Regions from separate parts of the Pan troglodytes genome. Here region 1 is linked to region 2. A link is a contact called in public HiChIP or PLAC-seq data. All regions are on one chromosome and are shown on one strand. Each heading gives the region's core, a stretch centred on a gene start, on an enhancer-like site or on the middle of the called end of the contact. The rest is flanking DNA. Distances are from core to core; before and after follow the strand shown.

Region 1 (6,416 bases), core at 2,951-5,450, 150 kb before region 2:
TTGACTGGGAGGTTGAGTCAAGGGGAGTATTTGGACAGATGGCAACTGCAGAGGGTCAGTATCGTTAGACTGCTCACGCAGTGACTAAGTGAGAACCGTCTGGGTCCGATGGTAAAGAGGCCCACCAAAGTGTAATTACCTGGCTGACTCTGGGCATACTGCCTATGAGTTAGCCCTGCTCCACAATGAGCAGTACTATTCAATAAAAAGTTGCAGGCTACTACCACCAGTTTGCCCTGGAATTCTTAAAAAAAATTTTTTTTAAGAGAAAAAAATGCAACAAAGTGTTGGATCACCCAGTGGGTTCTTCCTGTCCACTGTACAGACAAAATCAATCCACTGAGACCGTGGCATTGCAGCAGAGAAAGTGTTTAATTGACAGAAGGTGGGCAACAGGGAAGAATTAGAGTTATCACTCAAACCAGTCTCCCCGAAGGCTCAGAGCTTAGGGTTTTTATGAACAATTTGGTAAGCAGGGGGATAGGGAATGAGTGCTACTGATTGGTTGGGGATGAAACCATAGGGGTGTGGAAAACACTCCTCGTGTGCTGAGTCTGCCTCTAGGTAGGGCCACAGGACCAGTAGAGCCATGAGTCACGAGTTCAGATCGGATCAGTATGAAAGATATCTCAAAAAAACAATCTTTACAACAGTGATGTTATCTATAGGAGCAACTGGGGAAGTCATAAATCTGAGACCTCTGGCCACATGACTCCTGAGCAGTAAAGGATTATAGAAACGGACTACTTTTTAGCAGAGTTCAGGCCCCTCTCATAATCCTATTCTTGTGGTCTTTCATTGGTTTACAAAGGTGGTTTTGGTACCCAAGCAAGGAGGGGGTTAGTTTTAGAAAGGGACTATTATCATCCTTGCTTTCAAGTTAAACTATAAATTCTGAAACATAGCTGAGTCTATACCCAGGAATAACCAAAGACAGTGTGGAGGTCAGAAGTAGGATGGAGTCAACTATGTTAGATATCTCTCACTGTCACGATTTTGCAAAAGTGGTTTCAATCACATCACCAAGTCTCAGGGACCATTCGCTGACATCTGACTGACTTCCACAGAACACTCACGTGGAGAATCTGCTTTTCTCTAGAAAATCACCGAGCAGATATGATGCCTATTGTATCTCTGCTTAATCCATTCAAAAGATCATGGGTGGACAACACTTTTTTAAATTTTTTTTATTTTTTGAGACTTGCTTTGTCGCCCAGGCTGCAGTGTAGTGGTGCAACCTTGGTTCACTGCAACCTCCACCTCCCAAGTTCAAATGATTCTCCTGCCTCAGCCTCCCATGTAGCTGGGATTAATTTTTGTACTTTTTGTACTTTTAGTAGAGATGGAGTTTCACCATGTTGGCTGGGCTGGTCTCAAACTCCTGACCTCAAGTGATCTGTCCGCCTTAGCCTCCCAAAGTGCTGGGATTACAGGTGTGAGCCACCACGCCTGGCCAATTTTCAAGAACCTCAAATACTAGTAAGCTCCTGAAACTGGCATAGGGCTTGAATACTTGAGGAGTGTAGAAGGTTCAGTCTGGCTGGGGCACAAGGTGTGTTTTCTGCACACCAAGCTCAGTTGATGGGAATTCTAAACCCTAGTGATAAAAGATGGGTGAAGCACCTGTTTCCCTTTAAGTGTCCACTATGTGCAGGACCAGAGACATGGATGAATAAAGCCATAGCTACTGTCCCAAGTAACTCAGGAAAACTCCAATTTCAATCATATAGTAACGCCGATGTGTTTGTGATTATATTTAGCAAACATTTATTGAATGCTTCCTGGATCTAAAACCCTGTTGACAGGAGATACAAAGATAAATAATTTCTCTGTTTGCCTACTCCAGGAGGAATATGGGCAGACACAGATCAGTGCTGTAAGAGAGGTACTGAGGAAGTTCTATGGAAATATTCTAGAGGGTGGGGAAAAGAGAGGAATTGGAAGAAGGCTTCTTGCCGAACGGAAACAGTTTTATTTCCAGTTCGGCATTATAGAATTGGCAGAACTCTTCTAGATGATTGCTGAGCATCCTAGCCTATTAGAAGGCACTTCAGGCCAGAGCAAAATGCTGGAAGCCAAACTGCGCAGATAACTAGTAGAAACTGTTGTTGGCAGAGTATCCAGTTTTTGGAGAGGCAGGAGAGACTAAATTATTAAGGCCTTTGGATAACGGGCATAGGGATTTGGAATATATTCCGAAGATATGGAAACATCGTGGATGGGAAGGATAGATCCAGATTAGTGATTTAGAAAAAGAATTCTGGAGGACATAGTGGGTGTAGGAAGAGATTTCAGTGGGGGCAGCAGCATTGCTGCAATTCAGATAAGAAATAATGACAGCTTGAGCCACAGCTATGGAAACAATAGAAAAGGAGGCAGAGGTGCATATCAATGTAATATGGCGGCTGTGGGAGATGGAAGAGTGTGGAACAACATATATGAAGCTGAAGACAGAAAGGATGGTGATGCCAGTAAGTAAACCCAGGTATCAAGGGGAATACATAGGGGAGGCAAATCAATAAAGGTGTTCAATACATTAACTTTGAGGGGCTTGTTAAGACTTCTGTGTGGATTGGCCCATCAGGCGGAAATATAGGTATACAACTCAGAGAGGTCACCTATGCATAGGTAACATTTTCAAAGATATTTGAGGCTGGGTGTAGTGGCTCATGCCTATAATGCCAGCACATTGGGAGGCTGAGGTGGGCAGATCGCTTAAGCCCAGGAGTTCAAGACCAGCCTGGGCATATGGTGGAACCCTGTCTCTATTAAAAAAAAAATATATATATATATATATACACACACACACACACACACACGTATATATACATATATACGTATATATACATATATACATATATACGTATATATACATACAACTCCATCTCAAAAATATATATTATATATATAATATATATATTCATATATAAATATATATTTTTGAGACAGAGTTTCGCTCTTGTTGCCCAGACTGGAGTGCAATGGCTTGATCTGGGCTCACAGCAACTTCTGCCTCCCGGGTTCAAGCAATTTTCCTGCCTTAGCATCCCGAGTAGCTGGGATTACAGGAATTTGCCACCATTCCCGGCTAATTTTGTATCTTTAGTAGAGATGAGGTCTTTCCCATGTTGGTCAGCCTGGTCTCAAACTCCTGACCTCAGGTGATCCGCCTGCCTCGGCCTCCCAAAGTGCTGGGATTACAGGCATGAGCCACGTGCCTGGCATATATATATATGTTTAGTGGGGTGTGGTGGCATGCGCCTGCAGTCCTGGCTACTCGGGAGGCTGAGGCAATAAGTTAGTTGAGCCGAGGAAGTCGAGGCTGCAATGAGCTGTGATCACGCCACTGGACTTCAGCTTGGGCTGAACTGAGAACCTGTCTCAAAAAAACAAAAAACAAAAAGGATGACATTTGAAACTGTGGAAATACATTAAACCATTTAGGAAGGCAGTATAGCATTAGCGTGTTGGAGCCCTGAAGAATGCTGTATTTATGAGAAAGAGGAGGTATAATGGAGCTTGAGATAGGAGTAGAAGCAGGAGACAGCCTGGTTCTAGAGGCCAAGGGAAGACATGAGGAGGAATTACTACTCGTCAGTAAGCTAAACAAGATGAGATCTAAGTGAGGACCGATGGGTTTGAAGTTGAGTAGGTGTTGGCAACTTTTGGGGAGCAGTCTGAGAAGAGTGGCAACTCCAAAAGGGATAAGGACTGCCTAGGCAGAGAGGAGGCTGAAGTCTATCACAGGAGTCACTCTTCAGAAGTTTGAGAATGAAGGCATGAAGGTGGAAAAGGAAAGTGGCTTGAAGAGGAGTATCTGAGACTCATCCCTGGGCTATAGCCAGGAGCTACTCTCTTCTAACCAAGCAATTGTCTTACACAGCTGTGCATGATAGGAAGAGGGGGGTTTGAGCCCCATTTATTTCCTAACTAATCACAAAACTCCAGGCCTAAATTACCATCTGGTAAGGGAAGAGGGAGACTTAATCTCTTATCAGACACAAATGTGGCCTCAAAAGATATGGCTAAGTCTTCTACAGGTGCATAAACTCCAACCCTGAACCCCAAACAAAATGACAAAATAAAACTGCCCCCTTCAGCTCCTTTATAATCCGGAAAGCGCGCGCAGGTGCGCCCCGGCCGCCCAGAGCCCTGCGCCCTGCCGGCCTGCTTTCACAGAGCCGCGACCGCGCGCGCCTGGCGGCTCCCGCCGCGCGTAGGCTGTGCCGACCGCGGTTCCCGGTGGGGACACCGAGTCCCACTCGCGGCATAGGGAGGCGGGCACCGTCACGACACTGGCCTGGCCCGCGGATCCCTTGGCCGCCGCAGTTGGCCTCCATTACCCTTTCCCGCGCCGCGCCTCCCCGCGGGGAAAATGAAACCCAGTGCCCTCAGGTTAAGGCATAGGGTGGGATCCACTGTCTTCTCACTTAGCCAAGAGAAAAGGCAGAACCGACTTCAGACAGCAAAGGGGTGTGTTGCCCTGGCCGGGTCGCCTGCGGCCCCGCCCCGGCGCTCTCCACCTCCTTCGCGGCCCGCCCTCCTGGCTCCGGCGACTACATTTCCCAGAGGACGCCGCGGCTCAGAGGGGCGGGCCCGTCCGCTCTCCCGCTCACCACCACCGGCGACTGGCTGACTCGGCAGGGGGCGGGGCCTGCGCCAGCCAATAGACGGGAGGCTCGTTACGGCGGCGGAAGCAGCGGCGCTGGAGTGAGGGGTGGGGGGCAGAGTGCTAGCTCCCCGGCGGTGGCTTCGGGTCCGGAGCCTGGGGACGTCGGCCCCACAGACGGAGAGCGCGCGGGAGCGAGCTCAAGGCGGCGCGGCGGCCACTGGGCGCAGCACCCAGGTAATGGCGGGACGGGCGCCCGGGAGGGAAGGGGAGGAGACGAGGGGGCGGGGCGGCCGAGCCGGGCTGCAGCGTCCGTCCCGTTGCGCGTCCCCGGGGAAGGGCAGAGGATCCTCGTCTCCTGCGGCTCGGACCGCGGCTCTTTCACGAGCAGGGCACGGCGGTTGGGCCGGCGACAGGGGCTGGGTGTCCTGTGGCGAGGAAGGGAGAGGCACCGGGAGGGGTGGGCTGACCCGGGCGTGGGGGCGTGGCGGACGTGGGCCTTGGCGGGGAAGCAGAGCGGCCGGGGGAGCGCGGGCGGGCGGGCGGCCGGCCCAGGGAGTTTGGCTCCTGGAGCAGTTTAAAGTGACTCTCCACATCCGGGCCCTGCGCCCGCCGCTTTCAGACCCTGGCTGAGGCGGGGCCTCCCCGCTCCCCGCCCCCCTCGCCGGGGGCGCCTGTCTTCCTCTGCCATTGGCTCAGCCTCGAGGGGTTTGGGCTGCCCCGGCCAGGCTCGCGCCTGATTGGCTGGCAGTCGGCGGGAGGGTGGGGCGGGCTCTGAACGTGCAGGTCGCTGTGGATTGGTCCTGGGCCTCCACTGACGCGTCGGGCGTGGGGCCAATGGGCGGGCGGGGGAGGCAGGGGCAGGTTCGGGGGAAGAGGACTGCGAGCACAGCGGCGGCCGGGTGGCGGGGGTGAGTGGGGCCAGCGGGGCTGGACAGCGGCGGGCCCCGGGCGCCGCCGCCGCGATCCCTCCCCGCGCCCGCCGAGCACATCGCCGCCGCCGAGATGGGCCCTCCGCGGCACCCCCAGGCCGGCGAGATAGAAGCGGGCGGTGCGGGCGGCGGGCGGCGGCTACAGGTAAAGAGGCACAGTGCTCGTCTTGTGGTCGGGTCCCCAGATCGCCCGTCCGCACCCCCACCCCGGAGACGGGGGTCTCACACTCCGAGGTGTCTGGAAACCGGCGTCCTCCGGTCTTGGCGGGGGCTTCGCGGTGGGGTGGGGTTGCGGGCGAATCAGGGGAGATCGCTTGGCTCCTGAGGGAAAAGTGGGGGGCGATTTTAGGGAAGATGGAGAAGGTGTAGGGTCCTCTGGCTCTGTGAGGGGATCTGTGAAAGAGAAGGAAAAGGAAATCCGTAAATGGAGGCCTTTGCCGAAAAGCATTGGAGAATTCCTTTTGCATCGGGTCTGGATGTAAGATATCCGATCTTTTCTTAGGGCTGGATATCTTCCTCCGAATGTTCCTATGACATACTGATCACAGTTCTGTTCACCTTGGTGTGAGATTTGAGTGTTTCAAAGAGACATGCCATTTTCCATAAAACTTTACACAGAGAAATACACATGCATTGTGGTAATACCTGTCATGTGACTCTTGTACAGGATTCAATGGTGATTTTTTTAGCATAGCAATCCACAAGTATTTATGGAGGGTCATAGTACCCGCCAGCTCCGTATAAACAATATTTGTAGAAAACTTAGGTAGTTTAGATAATATCTGCATTTATATTGATCCCAAGTTATTGTTTTTAAATAAATGATGCAGCATTTGCTTTTCCAAGGGACTATCTCATAGGTACTAAAGATGCTT
Region 2 (6,136 bases), core at 383-2,882:
GACCCTTTGCCTTTCAACATCATTTAAGAACAGCAATAGCATCTGGATCTTCTCAGTAAAATGCCTTTTCAACAGCTCAAAGCAAGGCTTGTTTTTGTTTTAATTTGGGAATGTTTCAAGTGAAACTTAGTTCCATCATTTAATTCCTGGCAGCCCAATAACGAGGGAGCAATAACTCCCTTATCTGTGGGCTTTTAATGACTACATAGTACCATCCTGGGAGCAATAGACTAAGGCCTTCTTCCAGATGCCATGTTTTAAGGTTTTCAGCTGGAAAGACCGTCACTCCGTAAAATTTATTTTGATTATTTTAAGTCAGGATTTGGCCTTCTTATTCAGAAACAAAAAGAAAAAAACTGGCCCCTGGCTTTCTGCCTCCTGCACTTCTGGCTCTAGGCCATATGATCATCTAATTTCTAGTTTTTCAGGCAGACAGAGAAGGTTACAAACTGGCAACCATGTCCTCAACAGCAGATAAGCATATCAAGTCTGTAACAGGAATTAAGAAGACTGCTATAGAATTTTTTTTTTAAGTCACCTCCTGTTTCACAAAGCATAGCTGTCTCTTCCTTTTCGTCCTCCTTGCCCATTCTCTTGGAGAAGTCCAGGTCCAAAAGGCACCAGACACTCAATTGACTAGGGTTTTGCTGCCTATAGGTAATTATGCTAAAAGTCTGGAGTAGTAGATCTTATGCTCGCATAATTATGCATTCTAGAGCAGAAGGTTTTTGCTGGAAAGCTTCACTGTTAGATATGATTTGCATTTTTTACTAGATACTTGTCTTTGGTCTTTGAGGACAAACATATCAAGGATTCCTTTGTGCATCAACAGAAAAGCAAAACACAAAACAGCCTATATGTGAGCAAGGGGCCGTATTTTAATACAAGAAAGACATTACTCTAGAACATGGCTCGCCTTTGCTTCAGGGCCTAGCAGTTTATTTTAGCCATAAGGGTAAGGGAGCAGGTCAGAAATGACTTTTAGTGTAATCCTATCTGTAATTAAAAATACAAATGCTGTCATAAGATCAAATGTTATCAAAAATCAGTATTTAAAATTAAATTTACCCCCAAATTTCTTTCAAAAAAAATTTGTAATGTTCTTTTTCAGTGAAGCCTTTGCACTGCTAGAGCTGAAGAATGGGATCAATCGGCTTGTTGAATAATCCTGCACAGTAGGTATTCCGCTGAAGCCAACTCTAGCTGGGGGCTCGAGAGCGAAAGACACAGATGGGGCCCTGCCGCCCCTCGAAGAGTCGGATGGGCGCGCCCGTCCCCGGTGCATCAAGAGGCTGGCCCGGCCAGGGGCGAGCGGCTGGCACCGAACCCCGCGCACCTCGCCGCGGGCGGGGCTGGGCCGTAGTCCGCTCGATTTAAGGCTGGTATCCAAGGCTGCGGCCAGTCAGGCGAGGCGAGGCGACGTGAGCGAGGGTGCTTAGGGAGAACAGCCGCTGGCAGCTCAATGCTGGGTGGCTAACGCTCGACGGTGCCCGGCAGCAACCCGGCCGACAACCCGACCCGGATCCCGAGCTGCGTCGCGGACAATGCCGCGGGCCCGTCCCGGACTACGACTCCCGAAGGGCTCTGCGACCGCTCCGGGGCGGCCCAGCGTGCACTGCGCTGGCCAGTTTGACAGCCGGGCGCCCTACTCGGCTAGCTCTGCTCCCAGCCAGGGACGCTGGCCTTCTCGCGGCTTTCCCCCGATGTCTCTCTTTATTCCAGCTGCCTGAAACTCGGTCCCACGAATGGCAGGCAGCGTCCAAAATTCAACCCCGTAAAGCCAGCACCAGCCAATAAAGCGCACGGATGGAGGCCACGTGACAGCAGTGGGCCGGCCCTCCGGCTGAGCCCTGATCTCTATGGTTTCCGCGGCTCGCTAGAAGGAGTGTGGTCCACTGGAGGACTCCCTACATTCTTCCTCCATTACCTCACTGCCTCCGGTGGCTGCTGGGATACCGGAGGACTCGGGTCCCGGCTCGACTCAGTCCTCCAGCCGCCCGGGGAATACCTCTAGTTCTTCCCGGCCGCCGCCGCCGCCGCCCCGCCGCTTCCTCCTCCGCCCGCCGGCCTCCTTCGCCCCGCCCCGTCCGCGCAGCGCGTCCGGCCCGCCCGCAGGCCAGCTTCTCTCGGGAGCCCCCACCCAGGCGCATGGCTCCATGAAGCAAGAGGAGGAGGCAGAGCGCGAGAGGTCCCGTCCGCCCCAGCCGCGTCTGGGCCAGGAGAAAAGGTGGGAAACTCGGGCTGCGCCGCACCCTTCTCCCCGCTGCCGGGCCAGGCCTCCCTCGGTCCGCCGCCGCCTTGCCCGCCGGGCCTGTTCTCGCCGGGGCGGGCGGCGGGGCCGGGAAGAGACCCCGCGGTCCTGGGGCGAGGGTCCGGGGGCAGCGTGGGGGAGGGGTCCCGGCCGGCGGGCGGGGCCTCAGGCCATGTCCCAGCGGAGGGCAGGGGGTCGGGAGGCACTGCCGGGGAGGGGCGGGCGGCGCCGTGCCCCGGGCCGCGAGGCTCGGCTCCCGCTCCTGGTCCTTGTCTGCACTCCCTCCAGGAAGCAGGCTCGCTCGCTGTAAAGTTTGGTGGTCTCCGGCGCCGCCTGGTGGCCCCCACCCACCGTCCCGCCGCCCCCTCCCCCGCCCGGCGTCTGGATTCCACCCCCGCGGCTCGGCCCAAGCTGCTCTACCCGTCGCTCCATCGTCTCCCCAACTCCCCAGCGCCCCGGACCCTCTTTCCTCATACCCTCGTGTCTCACCTTTCACCCTGTCCCTTGGCCCGCTTTTCCCCTCCCCGCTCTGTCCTGTCGTTTTCTTAACACTCTTCACACGCGCACTTCCTCCTCCTCCTCTTCTCTTTTTCCCACCCCTACCCTTGGGCCCTCCTTCCTTAAGCCCCGCTGGCCCCCCATTCCATGATACGTGCACCTGACACGCTGGGTTTCATGCCTCTCTTTCCCAGGCTGTGGGTTGTGCCCTTCACTCCTTGCCCTCCTCCATTCCCTGTCCTGATCTGAACTCCTCCCCTTGCCACGCTCCCTCACCCTTATCCCTCTGGGCCTTATCCTCTTTCACTGCCCTCTCCTAGGATAGAGTGGGTGGGGCCTTTCCCACCCACAGGAGATGTAAACAGTCTCCTGTTTACTTACATCTTTGGGAGTAGCTCAATTCTCTAGTAGTGGGGAGAGTTGGTGAAGAGATCAGGAAGAGATTTCTTCGAGACTAAGGATGGATGACCCTTAGCAACAGTGACCCTCTCCTCCCGGCATAGCAAGATGGGCTGCCCTCAGGTCCCTGCCTCTGGCGTGCTGTCCAGTAATTCTTCAGTTCTGTCTTTGCAGAGGATTGGGAAATTTATTTGTGTTCTGAAACCGGCGGAGAGCTTTTAAATGGTCTCTTCTGGCCTGAGAGCAACTTTTGCTCTGCATCTGTGGTGGGGAAGTTTTAATGTGCGTCTCATGCTCGAGTTCAATAAATAAAACCTTTGATTCTCAGTGTCCTCCCTTCTTGCTGATGACGCTAAGGATGAGATGATTCAGGGCATGGGACTTCACGGCTGCCTCAGATTTAGAGTTTGCAAGGTTTTGAAATAAGGAGAGCCTGTTCTCTAGCTATTTGCTGTGCCCCCCAGCCCCCGAAATTGCTCTGTCGAGTTGGGATTTTTCAGAAACCGTATCTATCTAACCTCTGCACTACCTGGGTGTTTGTTCACTGCACCTGCATTTCCGTCTTAGGTACGGGAAGAAGGAATGGAATCGGAAGGAAGAAAATTCATTCCAGAGACAAAATAGCTCCCCTCCTCTGTTGTAGCTGTTCCTCTGGCAATACAAACTTTCTGCTTTCAGTGAGTATTATCTTGGGCATATTTAGAGTAGAGCATCGTTGTAGTTTTTGATTTTAGGCATGTGCTAGGATTTTGGGATGTAGGTGTGTTTTCATTTGTATTTTTCTACTTCCATGAGGGGGTCCTAATGTTGATGAAGTTTTTCCGCTTGTTCCCTTTTAAAATAATTTAAATATGCAAAGGCAAGTTTGTTTTTCATACTCCCATTAGAGTGAGCTAGGTGGTGGCGTGGCACGATCTTTCCTTTATATTTCTAGTTTGTAAGGTCTGGCTCCCCACCCTTCCCAAATGAGTTTCTCAATACAACCAAAGAGGTTGTCTTAAGTTTTAGGGTAATTAACTCAGAGGTTAATGCAGTTCCTGATCAAAGTCAATTATTGGTTCTCTTTTCTATAGTTTCAGTCCTGAGAGACTTTTGGAACATTTTGTCCTAAATTTGCAATAGTGAAGATATTTTCTTGAAAATCCCATCACAGATTTGAAAATAATTAAAATTTTTCACTGTAAACTTGAAACAAAGTTCTGGGGAAAAATTATGACTGCTGTGCCCTCTTGAGTTGATTAATGATAGTATGCTAACACTTAGGAGAGAGTTTTCAGAGTGTTTCACTTCTTGGTGAAGCCTCCCAGCCCCTCTGAGGGACGCAGGGGACAAATGTTTTTATTTTACAAATGAAAGAACTGAGGCCCAGAAAAATGTGGCACCTTGCTACAGGTCACATAGAAAACAGAGGGGAGGTGAAAAAAGTTTTGACTCCTAGGTACATGTTTTTCTTTAAGCTAAGTTGAAATGAAAATGTATAGTTCTGGCCAGGCGCAGTGGCTCAAGCCTGTAACCCCAGCACTTTGGAAGGCCGAGGCAGGTGGATAACGAGGTCAAGAGATCAAGACATCCTGGCCAACATGGTGAAACCCCGTCTCTACTGAAAATACAAAAATTAGCCAGGCGTGGTGGCATGTGCCTGTAGTCCCCAGCTACTCGGGAGGCTGAGGCAGGAGAATCGCTTGAACCTGGGAGGTGGAGGTTGCAGTGAGCCGAGATCATGCCACTGTACTCCAGCCTGACGACAGAGCGAGACTCTGTCTAAAAAAAAAAAAAAAAGAAAAGAAAAGAAAAGAAATTTGCAGTTCTTTATGTTTTTAAAAATCTATAAAACTTAAAAACAATTGTTGCCAGGCATGGTGGCGTGCATCTGTAGCCCCAGCAACTTGAGAAGCTGAGGCAGGAGGATCGCTTGAGCCCTGTAAATAGCCACTTCAGTCTGGGCAGCATAGCAAGACTTCATCTCTTTAAAAAAAAAAAAAAAAAAAAAAAAAGTCTGGGCACAGTCACTCATGCCTGTGTAAATCCCAAAACTGGGAAGCCAAGGCAGGAGGATTGCTTGAAGCCAGAAGTTCAAAACCAGCTTAGTAACATAAGGAGACCCTGTCTCTACAAAAGGAAAAAAATTTTAAAAATTAGCCGAGTGTGGTGGTGCATGGTAGTGGTCCCAGCTACTTGGGAGGCTGAGGCAGGAGGATCTCTTGAGCACAGAAGTTCAAAGCTGCATTGAGCCGTGATTGTACCACTGCACTCCAGCCTGGACCACAGACGGAGACCCTGTCTCCAAAACAAAAAGGAACAATTGTATAGGTATATCTGTGATTTGTGGGGGAAAATTTTCACACACCAAATGTTTTGGATGTGTGTATGATGGGGGTTTCAAAAATAAATGATTATTTGGTATGGTTACCAGAATGTATGTGGGTTTTTCTGACTGTTTCCTGGAATAGTTCCATAAGTAGGACAGAATTATAGCTCAGGTGCCATTTCAGTACCCATAATGTAATTATTAAATTGAATTTCAAGTCAACTCTGTGTCACAAAGGAAACAACAGCTTGTTCCCTTCTGTGAAAAGCTTGATTTGAGCGAACATCTAAATGCTAAATGATAACAGAAGAAAATGCAGAGACCCCCTTTTTCTTGGCCTTTTTCCCACCTCCCAAATCTTTATGAGATCGTGCCCTCGAATAAGCTGTTTTGAGGCTTGTCTTCGAAAGGTGAATCTAGATTTTTCCCCCCACCTTTAGGCTTTTCTAGATATTTTAATCTGGTGGTTGTGTGAAACCTAACTACTTTGACAACAGTTTTTAAAATTGGTATTCAGTATCTATCAAGATGTCTACAATAATAGCATTTTAAGCAAATTTAGTCTCTATTTTAGTGTATGTCTGTAAGCTTAAATGAGGACTCTAGTGGAATAAAACTGTACAACTTTCAAGGCAGCCAAGTATTTTTCTCTGTGTTTTCTGGCATCTCAGAATGAAAAG

What was found. HiChIP or PLAC-seq counts read pairs in DNA pulled down with a chosen protein or histone mark.
Region 1: a contact with region 2 is called in an H3K4me3 HiChIP or PLAC-seq map of stem cell-derived excitatory neurons, with 3 times the contacts expected there. The contact joins the promoter of SAP130 here to the promoter of AMMECR1L in region 2. A contact is called at or near these places in 1 of 7 Hi-C or Micro-C datasets (stem cell-derived neural progenitor cells) and 1 of 1 datasets of contacts at active chromatin or transcription factors (stem cell-derived excitatory neurons).

What each region holds. Positions count from the first base shown.
Region 1 is chr13:28,712,828-28,719,243 of NHGRI_mPanTro3-v2.0_pri, reverse strand. SAP130 (Sin3A associated protein 130) reads left to right here and starts at 4,200. Exons shown (of 21, transcript XM_016949701.4): 1 at 4,200-4,846.
Region 2 is chr13:28,564,266-28,570,401 of NHGRI_mPanTro3-v2.0_pri, reverse strand. It overlaps AMMECR1L (AMMECR1 like), which reads left to right and starts at 1,632. Exons shown (of 8, transcript XM_016949697.4): 1 at 1,632-2,227; 2 at 3,716-3,825.